Linked DNA regions of Mus musculus: region 1 is linked to region 2. Evidence: chromatin contacts called from public HiChIP or PLAC-seq data. All regions are on one chromosome and are shown on one strand. Each heading gives the region's core, a stretch centred on a gene start, on an enhancer-like site or on the middle of the called end of the contact. The rest is flanking DNA. Distances are from core to core; before and after follow the strand shown.

What was found. HiChIP or PLAC-seq counts read pairs in DNA pulled down with a chosen protein or histone mark.
Region 1: an H3K27ac HiChIP or PLAC-seq map of embryonic stem cells shows a contact between it and region 2, with 2.6 times the contacts expected there. The contact joins two enhancer-like sites. A contact is called at or near these places in 11 of 115 datasets of contacts at active chromatin or transcription factors (acute myeloid leukemia, cardiomyocytes, embryonic stem cells and 4 more) and 2 of 9 other capture datasets (adipose tissue and liver).

The regions. Positions count from the first base shown.
Region 1 is chr14:32,075,684-32,082,123 of GRCm38.p6, forward strand. Dph3 (diphthamine biosynthesis 3) reads right to left here. Exons shown (of 3, transcript NM_172254.4): 3 at 4,834-6,440. Among named protein-coding and RNA genes, the nearest start is that of Dph3, 6.8 kb to the right of the region's middle. Within about 2 kb of position 1,683, at least 54 of the 459 cell types and tissues checked have an H3K27ac peak or open chromatin away from gene starts, as enhancers often do. A contact at or near this core is called in embryonic stem cells, where this site is marked.
Region 2 is chr14:31,916,795-31,923,957 of GRCm38.p6, forward strand. No RefSeq gene overlaps it. Among named protein-coding and RNA genes, the nearest start is that of Gm36164, 7.4 kb to the left of the region's middle. Within about 2 kb of position 1,882, at least 8 of the 459 cell types and tissues checked have an H3K27ac peak or open chromatin away from gene starts, as enhancers often do. A contact at or near this core is called in embryonic stem cells, where this site is marked.

The DNA.
Region 1 (6,440 bases), core at 433-2,932, 160 kb after region 2:
AGTGCTTCCCTCCACCAGGCTAGAATTCATCCTAAGGCATTTGTGGCCAGTCACCTCTGCACATAGGAGGTATCCTTGGGTGCTGACAGCTGGCATCATCTCTTCTGCGAGGCCGTGACTGCAGCATAGCTTCTCCGGTGCCCATCAGGCACCTACCTTGTAATCAGGTCTCCTACTTTGCAATGAGATGATGAATGGCAAATTACTGGATTCCAAAACAACACACAGAGGCTCCCCTCTGTGTGTGCATGTATGTGTGTGTATTTGCGTGTGTGTGAGTGTGTGAGGATGCAAATGTGTGAATTTGTGTGTATGTGCCTTTATGTGTGAGTGTGTATGTGTGCAAATATGTGAATTTGTGTGTATGTGCCTTTATGTGTGAGTGTGCATGTGTGTGAATCTGTGTATGTGTGTGAATTTGTGTGGATATATGTATTTGTGTGTGAGAATGTGTGTGAATTTGTGTGAGTCTTTATGTGTGACTCTGTGTGTGTGTGTGAATCTCTGTGTATGTATGTGCATTTTGTGTGAGTATGCATATGTATGTGTGAGTTTGTGTGCTTGTATGTGTTTATGTCTGAGTGTGCATCTGTGTGTGAATGTGTGTGTGTGTGTGTGCAGTGGCAGGGCAGGACAGAACTCCCTGAACCCCTTGAGTGTAGGGGTGTCAGCATTAATAACACAGTTTCTCCTAGTGCCTATTACTGTGTTCCACATAGTAGAGCTTGTATTGGCAGCCTCCTCTCTGTGGTGAACACCTGAAACAATTGAGAAGAAGGGGAGATCTCCTTTGGCTCATGGGTTCCCAGGGTTTGGTCTGTGCTCGTCTGACTCTTGTTTCTGGGCCTGTGGTTAAGGCAGAGAATCACGGCAGGAGCCGAGCTGATCTGCTTGTGGCAGCCAGGAAACTGGGAGGGGAAGAACCAGGTCCTCTTTAAGGCCACGCTCTAGTGTTCTTCCTCTAACCACACTCCACCTCCCAAGGTTTCCACAGCCTCCCAGGGAGAGAAAGGCCCCTGCAGCCACAGCAGCTGCCACAAGTCACAGTCTGTGTGAATGTCTACTTGACTATGGAGGAACTGACTTCTTAACATCATTTGAGTGGTAAAAGCCACATGGTTCTTAGGGTCGCCATGTTGGGCAGTGCCAGTTTATAACAGAGTAGCCCTGATAGCCTTTGGGACATTGAGACATAAACATTGGGAGATATCACTGAAGCCAGTAGTAACTACAGGGCTGTTTGCTCCAGGCCTCAGGATGAAGGTCCAGAGAATGTCAGTTGACCAGAGATTCGCATTAAGTAAACTGCCTCTTGGGAATAAGAACACATGGGCCCAAAGATATTTTTTGGGTGTGCAGGTCTTGCTGAAGCTGACCTGGCCTTGAGCAGATCACACAGGAGTCCAGTGGAGCTCTGGCTCCACCTACAGGCCGCAGTGAGATTGCATACACTTCATTTTCTCTCCCCTACCTCAGAACATGGCCCAAGAATGGAAATCCGTTGGAAATAGCCTACTCAAAGTCACATCAGAACAGAGCAGAGAAAGATTTAAACAATCATTTCTTCAACTCCCTTATTACTGTTTCACAGTAGAGAAACCAAGGCTAATTGAGGTGACCGCTATCTCTTTGGCCTCTCTGCCCCTGGCACTGACCTGCTGAGCACACAGATGGGCTAAGAGCACGTGGGCAACAAGAAAAACAGGAACCATCTGGTCAAGGTCAGGCCTTCCTTCTGCCTCCTTATGACCACATGGTAATTCCTTTAAAATGCTGATGAGTAAGGTGAGAGAGTTGGCGAGAGGACGGGACAGCCATCCACTAACATCCACAGAGAACGGGACAGCCATTGATAGGGGACAGCCATTGATAGCATCCACAGAGAATGGGGCAGCCATTGATAGCATCCACAGAGAATGGGACAGCCTTTCCTTAACGATCCACACATACCTTTCAGGTTTTCGTCTAAAAATATCATTCCTGCTTTGGTTTTTAAGATTTCTGTGATATAATTCTAGTTTTTGAAAACTCTCCTCTGAGGGAAAAAGTAAATAGTGAAATCCTGTCAGGAAAATAGTAAAATAAAAAGCTGTAAATGAGCCGGGCGTGGTGGCGCACACCTTCAATCCCAGCACTTGGGAGGCAGAAGTAGGCAGATTTCTGAGTTTGAGGCCAGCCTGGTCTACAGAGTGAATTCCAGGACAGCCAGGGCTATACAGAGAATACAGAGAAACCCCGTCTCGGAAAAAAAAAAAAAAAAAAAAAGGAAAAAAAAAAAAAGCAAGCTGTAAATGGTGGCCTTTAATCCCAGCACCCAGGAGGCATTGGAATGCAGATCTGTGAGTTCCAGGCTAGCCAGGGCTATACAGTGAGGCCTTGTCTCAAGAGAAAACCCCAAATTCCTCCCCCTATTCCCACACTCCCCACACCCCACTCCCATGTATATTAGGATTAGCTCTTATAAACAGCAACAAAATGTTTTCTGCTTATTGATTGACTGGATACCATTTATCCATTTGGGGGTAACTAATAACATTTGATACTTTACCAAACAGAAAGGTCTCCTTCATGTCCAACTTAATTAATGTTTGCTGTCTCCAACCCCACAACTCAGCGTGGAGAACACTTAGCCAAGGTCCTGACAGCACCCCATTCCACTTCAAGGGAGATGATGAGCATCAATAACCTCCATATAGAGTTGCTCCAATTGTGGCAAGCTAGCCACTGCGGGGAAATGTCCCAATTTTATCTGCAGACAGAATGCTGTCCAAAAAGCACAAAGAGACATAGGATAGTCGATTGCTAAGCTCTGCCAAGTCAGAGTAAGCTAGTCCTTCATAATTCCTGCTTCATTTAAGGCCTGTCAGATGTTCTGGGATGAAAGGCTGAAGATAGATGCTCCAATGTCATAAAAAAAAAATGTAGGACTGTTCAAGCCTTAAGCTATCTATGTTACTTCTATGATTTTTAGAAGCTGAGTCCCTGTGCTTCCTGCATACTCAAATAATATTTATTCATTCTCGAATCTCTGGTGGGGTTGAAGACTAGATAGTTATAGTCTCACAATTAAACTTAAGGTGTTCTGGATTTTTAAACACATTTTTAAAAAAGATTTATTTATTATATGTAAGTACACTGTAGCTGTCTTTAGACAAGGGAATCAGGTCTTGTTACAGATGGTTGTGAGTCACCATGTGGTTGCTGGGATTTGAACTCAGGACCTTTGGAAAAGCAGTCAGTGCTCTTAACCACTGAGCCATCTCTCCAGCCCCAGGTGTTCTGGATTTTAATAGATGGTTTTAAGATGGTAATACAAGTTAAAATCAAAGATGATTTAGTACAGAATTGTAAACTCATTAAGTTAGGATAGATGATAAAATACTTTATCTGTATTGCCAAATATAATGTTCTGGATGCTATAAATGTATACCATGCTTTATAATTTTCATAATTGTTATAATTGTATTCAATTTATATCTTAGAGAAAAGGAGCCTTTTATTGGACTAGAAAAGGGAATTGTTGAGGTTTGGTCTTCTGCTATGTATTGTAATGCTAAGTGCGGTCTGGTTGCTGCAGAGACAAAAGTCTGCACAAGAGAGTCTGTACATAGACCCAAGTGTCACTGTTGACCTTGCCCCCAATTATTTCTAATTGGTAAATAAAGATGCTGACAGCCAATAGCTGGGCTGAAGAGACATAGGCAGGTTTTAGGGTTCCTGGGCCTGGGGGCATGGGAAGAGGACCACAACAGAGAAAAGACACCATGGGTTAGGAGTCAAAAAAAAACATGGCCCTGAGAGCTGGCCAATTGGAGTTAAGAGCAGCTCAGATGAAACGTAGTAGTAACTCAGGGATATTGATAGGAAATAGATTTTAATAGCATAGCAGGTAGATATCTGCCCAGCTCTAGTGCTGATTAAGGCTTGTTGTAAATCTAAAAGTTGTGTGTTTCTTTTATCCAGGAACTAAATGGTCAAAGGTGGGGTAGAAACCCTGGACCGGAATTAAACATTTCTACAACACTACCCTGCAACCATCTCAACGTGGCCTGAACCAGTTTGGGGTGCACAACAAAACAAGCTGTCCCTGAGTGAACTGTCTGTCAGTGATGATCCCCTGTTTTACCTTCTTCTTACTACAGAGCAGTCAGTGTAATGTTTAAAGTCACATACATCTGGGAGACAAGCACAGGAGAGAAGTGATTATATAATCGAACCTGTCAATCAAAACAGAGAACCATCCAAAATATTTTGCTCCTAACCAAATTCCCCCTTCTTGGACCCTAAGAAGCCCCCAACAATAATCTGCAGCTCTTCGGGATGCTGCCCCACGTGGCCTCCTTTCTAGTCACGACAATGGCTTCCTTGCTACTTTTGCAATAAGCCTTAATTTCAGTTCCTTAAGAGGCCAAGGTACTGGAGAGATGGCTCAGTGGTTAAAAGGCTCAGTGGTTAAAAGGCTCAGTGGTTAAGAGCACTGACTGCTCTTCCAGAGGTCCTGAGTTTGATTCCCAGCAACCACATGGTGGCTCATAACCATCTGTAATGGGATCTGATGTCATCTTTTGGTGTGTGTCTGAAGACAGCAACAGTGTACTCACATACATGAAATAAAGAAAGAAAGAAAGAAAGGAAGGAAGAAAGAAAGAAAGAAAGAAAGAAAGAAAGAAAGAAAGAAAGAAAGAAAGAAAGAAAGAAAGAAAGAGAGAGGCCAAAAACCTGGAAATCCAGCCCAGATTTCAACCACTGTAACGCCTAGACTAGAAACCTATTTACAATGGCCCAAAGTTAAGAGTTCTACCTTATGTAAAATCATGACACCAAAACCTTTTAACGTAAAATTTTAGTATTTGGTCGAATAAAAGCTTCAAGAAAACATGAATTTGCATGTTCTCATTTTATTAGCTTGGCAATGCAAGTCGTTCTAATGAACTGATCCACGCAGTACTAAAAAAAAATTGTTGGCTGTGTCTGAATGCAGATGTGAATATATTGATGTAGGTCTTCTGTGAACACAAAGGAGGAGTCCCAAGTTCAAAGTCCTCGGGGGAGAAAGCACTCGCAGGAAAGGAAAGGATCCTTTGAACTAGAAACTTTCCACTCTAAAGTGCGATGCTGTGAAAGAAAATGAAGCGTCCACTCATAGTTTTGGGTTGACAAAAGGTCTGACAAGGAATCACATCTGAAATGCCAACTGTCAGCTGAGTACTCTGGAAACGTCTGGGATTCCAGTCACATCTGAATGACCTTGGGTTTTTCTGTTTAATACGGGGTTAATAGCTGGTATTTCTTCTAGTTTATAAACTTGCTTGGTTGCTTTAAATACAAAGTCACACCCGCTCCTACCAGGCACTCATCCCCGGTCTGTTCGCGCTCTCTCTCTCCTGGGCCGTTTGAATGTGGACTCCTGCTCCATTGTGATCACAGAAGACGTCTGCTGTGGAATACAGCAGCAACCGCAGCAGCAGAGACTGCTGGTGAGATCTCCAAAAGCATCGCTCTCATGAGCACAGACCATCTGTTTCCCCAGGCAGCTCCTCCTCCCCAGAATCACCTTGCTCTGCCCGTCTGAGCAGTAGCTTCATTCTGTAAGATAATTTGGGAGACACCAAACAGCAGTATGAAAACTATGCTGGCTGAAGGTGCAGCCCAGTACTGGAGGGCTTGCCCGGCGTGAGCAAGGCTCTGGGTTCAATGCCTTCCCACCTCCCACAAACAAAGGAAGAAATCTGACATGTACTGTACAACACACTTCAGACAACTTTTAACTTAAGTCTCAGCCTAATGGCTGCCTAGAACCATACACTGTTACATATTTTAATTCAAACCTTCAATGAGTGGATACAATGTATTTATTAGCCATTTCTTTTTTTAAAAAAATTATTACTTAGTTGTATGGGTCTTTTGTCTGCATGTATGTCTGTAAACTATGTGCATGCCTGGTATTTATGGAGGGCAGAAGAGGGCATCAGAGTCCCAGGAACTGGAGCCCCAGATAGTTGTGAGCTGCTATGTGGGTGCTAAGAATTGAACACCGGTCCTCTAGAAGAACAGCAAGAACTCTTAACCCATGAGCCATCTCTCCAGCCCCTACTGGCTTGTTTTCAGTTGCAGCAGCCATATCCCAAACACTCTGCTGGATAAGCGGTGGACTTTCAAAAGTATTTTACGTATTCACAGCAAAGCTGTTTACAAAAGAACTTTCAAACCTCTGACTGAGTCTAACGTCTGGATGCTCTCAGACTGCAGTGCAGACAGTCATTCTTGACATATATTTCTTTTTTTCAGGGCAGCGGGGGTGCATGTCTGATTTGGGTACCGTTATGTGCAGTCTTCCTAGGTGTGCCATCACAGGCATGTCTTAGAGCCAGCTCACACTTCCAAGCTCATCCTGTTGTAGCGTCTGCACTTCTTAAGACTAACGGTGACACAAAACTGTG
Region 2 (7,163 bases), core at 632-3,131:
AACACAACCTCAGGTTCACAGAATGATCAAATATCCTTCAACAAACCACCTCTTTCCTTAGGAATAGAGGGAGGACTAAGTTACAGACAGATATAAGGCTATCTTAAGAGAATCTTGTCATCTGAATTCCATTTCTGCCTCCATCAGGGTCAGGGCTTAACTATGGGAGGTTGTGACTATCAGGGCTCTACACACATGTGATACGTAGTTAGAGAGCAGCAAGGACCAGGTCAGTATCTCCTCTCTTGGGATCTGCTTACTTAGGTTTCTGCCCCTCCTCACTACCCTGCCAAGGACCTTGTCTGAAGTTAGTTCATCTGTTTGACTGTCTCTTGTTTGTCTCATCCTTCTGACCTGCTTGATCCAACCATGCCGATCATGGACTTCTGAATCTTGGGCTTGCCCATGGTGCTTGGTGGCCATAGTCCCTTATGCTTTCTTTTTCTACATTAATTTGAAGGTTAGCCTATGTGAGTGACAGCAAATTCAAGCAATACCCTAAAATAAAGGTCTCTCTTTGTCTATTCCAGTCCCATAGCCCTGCACTGTTAACAGCCAATCAGCCATGTTCCTTGTAGATGATTTCCTATGTTTCTGTAAATGAAAGAACCTAGTGGGGAAACCCCCACTCAATTTCCGTTCGGCGCGCACCCAAGAATCACGAACAGACGACCATCTTGTTGTAAAAGCATGAGGTAGTTTAATGACAGAGCTCCGGGCCGACACATATCTCCCGCAGGAGACAGAGGTGTCGACCACATGGTGGAGCCATAATGGCGGAGCTCCGGTTCGAAACGTATCTCACGCAGGAGACAGTGGTTTCGACCCTGAGGCTTGGAAGCTAGGGACTTTTATAGAAAAGGGGTGGGGCTGGGGGAGGAATTGGCGCGGTTTCACATGATTGGTTCATTTAAACATCAACAGACTGTCAGAAGGGCGGGAGATAGGAAGGCACTAGGCCAGTCAGGACATGTGACTACGGGCCTGCCCGGGCATGTCCTGGCCTGTTCTGCTATGTTCTCAGCCCCAGGTTTTAAAGCTCACAAACAACTCTTTGGGCTATTTGACATAAATTACATGAATCACATATCTCAAGTTTTATATCCTTTCATAAACATGTGTGTGTGTGTGTGTGTGTGTGTGTGTGTGTGTGTGTGTGTGTACACTTGGACAGAATGGGTCTCAACACAACCATGTTGTTCCATAATCCCCCTTTTCAGTTACTCTCCAGTCATGCGCCTTGGTCCACACCATACTTATGCTCTGACATAACTCTAATGGAGGCAACACTCCACATTATGGCTGCTCAACAGTATTTATCTAGCTCTTTTCCTTCTTGCCAATGTTATGCCTTATCTTTCTGGCTCCTATACAGCTGGGAGTGAACCCTATGTGGATGGCTCTGCAAGCATGTGTGTTATAAAGAGCGAACTTACAGAAGTGTTGGACTGGGTTGACCTGGTGGTATACACCTGGCCTACTGCCTCATTACCCTTCACAGCTGATGTCTTGGAGACATGTCATCTACCTGCCTTCCCTGTGCCCTCTATGATTTGCCCATTCTGGGTTTCTCCTTAGGAGCCCATTCTCATGGCCTCTCTTGAAGGTGTTTTCCTGGGGAGCTGTGCTGCTCATCTTCACTGTTAATCCTGCTTAATTATATAATTCATGCCCTTGGCGTTTAGTAAGTGAATGGATGGGTGTGTACTAGATGCAGATAACAATAGCATTAAACAACAGCAAACTTCTTGCTCTTGAATGGGCAGCTACGCAATCAGCAGCAAGTAAATGTAAATAGTTGCTTAGATAAGTATTATAGAAGACAATGTGGTGGTTAGAATAAGAATGGTCCCCATAGATCGTATCAGGGAGTGTTGGGAGGTGGCCAGTTGGAGGAAACTGGGGGGATGGGCCTTGAGGTTTCAAAAATCCCATTCCAAGTCCAGAGTCTATCTCTTCCTGCTGTCTGGATGTAGAACTCTCAGCTATGGTTGCAGCACCATGTCTGCCCGCATGCTGCCATGCTCCCACACCCCCATGATGACTAAGCCTCTGAACCTGTAGTCAAACTCCAGTTAAATGCTTCCCTTTATAAGAGTTGCTGTGGTCGCGGTATCTCTTCACAGCAAAAGAACAATGACTAAGACAGACAATAAGACAACAGACACTGCTAGAGACTTCTATTGTTCACAGTCAGCTGGTTTTTGCACACAAACCTACACAAGAGAAGGACTGAGCTGACTATCATAGGTAGAAAAAGGTTGCAGGCATGAATGGAAAGTCTAATGGGTCTGAAGCAGTTGATTGAGGAGCTAGATAGGAATGCCACGGCTGGGCTCCCCAAGGAGAGGACACCATCACCATAAAGTTGTATAAGCATAGGGTACACAGCCCCTCCCTAAGTTTGACATGGAAAACTGGGATGGAGCTTTCTAGGGGAAGGGGGATAGAATCAGAGTCCCCTCCCCCTCCCCCTCTGTGGAGAAAACAACTTTACAGGGGTTGGTTCTTTCCTTCCTCTTAATAGCGTTCTCACGCCCGGCCAGGAAGAACACAACAGACCAGAATCTTCTGCGGCAAAACTTTATTGCTTACATCTTCAGGAGCTAGGAGCGCAAACCCCCAGCCCCAAAAGCGAAAGCCACCCCTCTATTGAAACCGAAACCCCTTTCCTATTTAGGAGAGTTATATTTCGCCTAGGACGCATCACTCCCTGATTGGCTGCAGCCCATGGCCGAGCTGACGTTCACGGGAAAGGCAGAGTACAAGTAGTCGTAAAATACCCTTGGCACATGCGCAGATTATTTGTTTACCACTTAGAACACAGGATGTCAGCGCCATCTTGTGACGGCAAATGTGGGGGCGGCTCCCAACATCTCCCCCTTTTCTTTTAATAAGAGCAAATAGGCCACCCATATTAATGAGAGTGGAGATAGAGGTCAAATCCCCAGTGTGTAGGTAAAGGAGCCGTACACATAACCTCCTCCCAGGCTCATCACCCAGAGGGGTCCTGGTCTGGTCCCGTGTTGTTTTTCCTGGGGGAAGGACACTTGAACACTCAACCTTCTTGAAAGATGACATGTCTCCCTAGAATAGGCTCATTTTATGCCGCAGAGCCCTTCTATTGCAGTGCTTAGCCGTGCAACTCTCTCGGGCTGCTGAAGCACACTCACTCTATCCCGTGCAATGAGACTAGCCTCATGGGATATAAGAGCTGAGTGGCCAGCGACCTATTGCCTAAGCATAGATATATCAGGGGAAGCTCCATGTTCTAGTCCTGCAAGCGCCTGGGCAATAACCACCTTGTCTCTCCTAGTTTGGGCCTTAAGCTTACAGACCAATCAAAGAAGCAACACTAATCCACAGCAAAGTGTATCTCTAAATAATATCAATCCCACCCATTCTTTAAAGAAGGGAAATGCTGAGGAGATCCAATTGGGTAATCCTTTGGTCAGGGACAGGTCCAAGCGCGTGGAGTTGACCTGAAGTCTCAATTCTCGAAGGATCTGTTCAAATTCAGCCGTCTAATTCTGTAACATATACTGAAAAAGACTTTTTGACAAATTAGCTGCCCTAGTAAAATTCTCATACTGAATGGAAGTAACACACAATCTCGGAAACTTTTGTTTACACCCCAGCTGAGCTATTTGCCATAATACATCTAGTTGTTTCTGGACAAGATCTATGAGTTGATTAACCAGCATGAGACCTCCCTGTATCATGACATTAGCTGAGGCCTGTTTATCTATGACTGTAGTCACTGAGGCTGACAAAGTGTTAATGGTGTCAGTCGTCTGGACCTGTCCAGACAGAGCCAAGGCTGTCTGAATCAAGGCTAAACCCAGTTCCTAGTTAGTGGTAAAAAAGCAGGAGAATACTTGAGCATTATACATCACCGTCATTGGGAGTGGAAATGTCGACATTATCCCCCAACGCTGCTCTCTCTTTATTATTGACGCCCTGGACATCACCAAGACGAGGGACATCAGTATTCCCTTGGTCAGTCTGGATTTTTCGGGTGAGTCTTTCTGGTATCCAAAATGGGTTGTCTTCATTCTGTGGGAAAACACAGACCGCTCCCCTGGATCTTATCAAAATAGGATCCGGGCCATACCATTTATTATCAAGGACATTTTTCCATTTAACCATCTCATTGGGCCTATCTGGCTCTGTACAATGACGTTCAGCCGCAGTATGGCCATGAGCATCAATATTTAAAAAATTGAGTGTAAAGAGTGCCATAGACACAGACACTCTTGGTGCTCGGGGTAAAGTCTCTTCAAAAGTTCCCCTCTTCTGTTTTATAAGATAGGCTTTGAGGGTGCGATGCGCACGCTCAACAATACCCTGTCCTTGAGGGTTGTATGGAAGTCCAGTCAGGTGGGTAACATCTATCTGACGGCAGAACTGCTGGAATTTTTGAGACGTATAAGCTGGTCCATTATCAGTCTTAAGGAGTTTGGGTTTCCCCCAAGCACTCCATGCCTCAAGGCAATGTTGAATCACATGTGAGGCTTTTTCTCCGGTTAACGGAGAAGCAAACATGATGCCAGAACATGTGTCAATGGACACATGGAGATATTGAAGTTTTCCAAAGGAAGAAACATGTGTAACATCCATTTGCCAGACCTGTAGAGGTCGAATACCGCGTGGGTTAATTCCCACATGAGGAATTGGCAAGAACTCACAGCAGCTTTGACATTGAGTAACAATGTCACGGGCTTCTTTTCTTGTCAAGGAGAAACGACTGCGTAATGTTTTAGCCGTCACATGAAAATTGTTATGAAAATTTCTTGCAGCCTCTACCGGGGATGATAGGGCAGCAGCCACCACTTTAGTGGCCTTATCTGCCAAATCATTTTTCAGAGCCATGGGGCCAGGTAGGCCTGAATGGGCTCTAACATGAGTAATATAAACAGGAAATCTTCTAGATAACAAAACTAATTGTATCTGCTGAAAAATATTGGCAACTCTACTGGAAGGCTTAATCACTCCAGCCACTTCTAAAAGATTTACTGTATTAACCACATAACAGGAATCTGACACAATATTAAGGGGTTCTAAAAAGGTTTTTAAAACTTCTAAAACCACTAAACATTCTACCACTTGAGGTGAATTTTCATTATATTGTTTGGATACCACTTTACCATTAGCCACATAGGCACCTATGCCAGTTTTTGATCCATCAGTATATACCACAATCCCATTTTTAAGTGGGTTTCTTACTGTTATTTGTGGAAAAACAACAGATTGATTTTGGGCAAACTGTAAAATTGGATGTTTTGGATAATGGTTATCTATTTGTCCTGAAAAGGAGGTAACTAAAACTGCCCAATCATTAGATGTGGCTGCCAAGGTTTGAACCTGTGCAGCGGTATAAGGTACAATTAAAAGATATGGACTTCGCCCAAAGTGGGTGATTGCTGCTTTTAGGCCTCTAAGGGCAAGCTGTGCAATTGCATCAGGATACCAATCTATTATTTTAGCTGGGGATACGTTTGGATGGATCCACAACAATGGCCCATTCTGCCACAAAACTGCGGTTGGCAATTGTGCTGTCTTAAAGACACACAAACTGAAAGGCTGCGAATCCTCAATACGTTGTAATTGTGCATTCTGTAAGGCTTTTTCCACCTTTTGTAAGGCCTGGTTAGCAGCTAGAGTAAGAGTCCTAGGGGAGGAGATATGAGGATCTCCTTCTAAAATACCAAACAAAGGCCTTAACTCAGCGGAAGGAATCTTTAAAAAAGGTCTGAGCCAATTAATATCTCCCAACAGCTTTTGAAAATCATTTAAGGTATGGAGGTGATCTCTTCTTATCTAAACATGTAAATATTGATTTCTCTCAAAGGAGGAAATATGCGTGACATCCATTTGTCAGACCTGTAATGGCCTGACGCCACGAGGGTTTACCCCTACGTGAGTAGATAAAATTTGACAACAATCTAAAGGCATTATTAAGTAATCAGAATCATTTCTAGTAGAACCAATCCCTCTTGCAGCTCTAGGAATACCAGAGGAAGAAAAAACAGCCATGTAGGCTTGGCAAAATTATTAGTTGAGCTATTCTGTCCCCTTGTGATATAGAAAAGACAACTTGAGGACAAGAACAGAGAACCTGAAGTTCCCCTTTACAATCTTGATCTACAACTCTAGGGTGGACAATAAGACCTTGTAGGCTGCAAGAGCCTGCCTCTGTCATTATTGTCCAGTGGCTTCACCTGCTCGGGAGAGCGCCTTCCAGGCCCTAATAGCCTTTTCATCTGATTCAGAACTACTAAGAACTGGCTTCTCTAATTGATCTTTTTTCTTTTCTTTTTCCTTCTCCTTCCTTCCAATCTCTCCCCAGGTATTCTTACCTGACCTAAACTTTTCCTCGGGTTCAAGACCCTTGGAAAGGCCTGTATACTTATTTTGTGTACCATATTTTCTCTTTGCTCCTACTCTCTCTCTCCGCTTTACTTCTGATAGATTGTCCTGAATTTCATCTAGAATCCGCCCTGCCTTAACCACTTGATAACATGTGAAAAGGAACAAAAGGGCTTCTAACACTAGAGAAAGTTCAAGGCCAAACATACCTTATAAAGCTATTTTCCACTTTACTTCTGATAGACTGTCTTGAATTTCCTTAGAAAGTTCAAGGCCAGGCTTACCTCGTAAAGCTATACTCACTGGTACTCTCGTTCCCCAGCTGAAAAGTTCTGAATTCATGCAGTTGAATCCTTCTCAACAGTCTGCTTTACGGGAACCTTTATTACCGCGACCCGCAGTTCTGGTTCTGGAATGAGGGATCTTCCTTGTGCCGGTCCCGAGTTTTCTTGTATTTTTTCGTCCCGGATTTTTTCTCGTCCCGGGTTTCGGCACCAATTCTTAATAGCGTTCTCACGCCCGGCCAGGAAGAACACAACAGACCAGAATCTTCTGCGGCAAAACTTTATTGCTTACATCTTCAGGAGCTAGGAGCGCAAACCCCCAGCCCCAAAAGCGAAAGCCACCCCTCTATTGAAACCGAAACCCCTTTCCTATTTAGGAGAGTTATATTTCGCCTAGGACGCATCACTCCCTGATTGGCTGCAGCCCATGGCCGAGCTGACGTTCACGGAAAAGGCAGAGTACAAGTAGTCGTAAAATACCCTTGGCACATGCGCAGATTATTTGTTTAC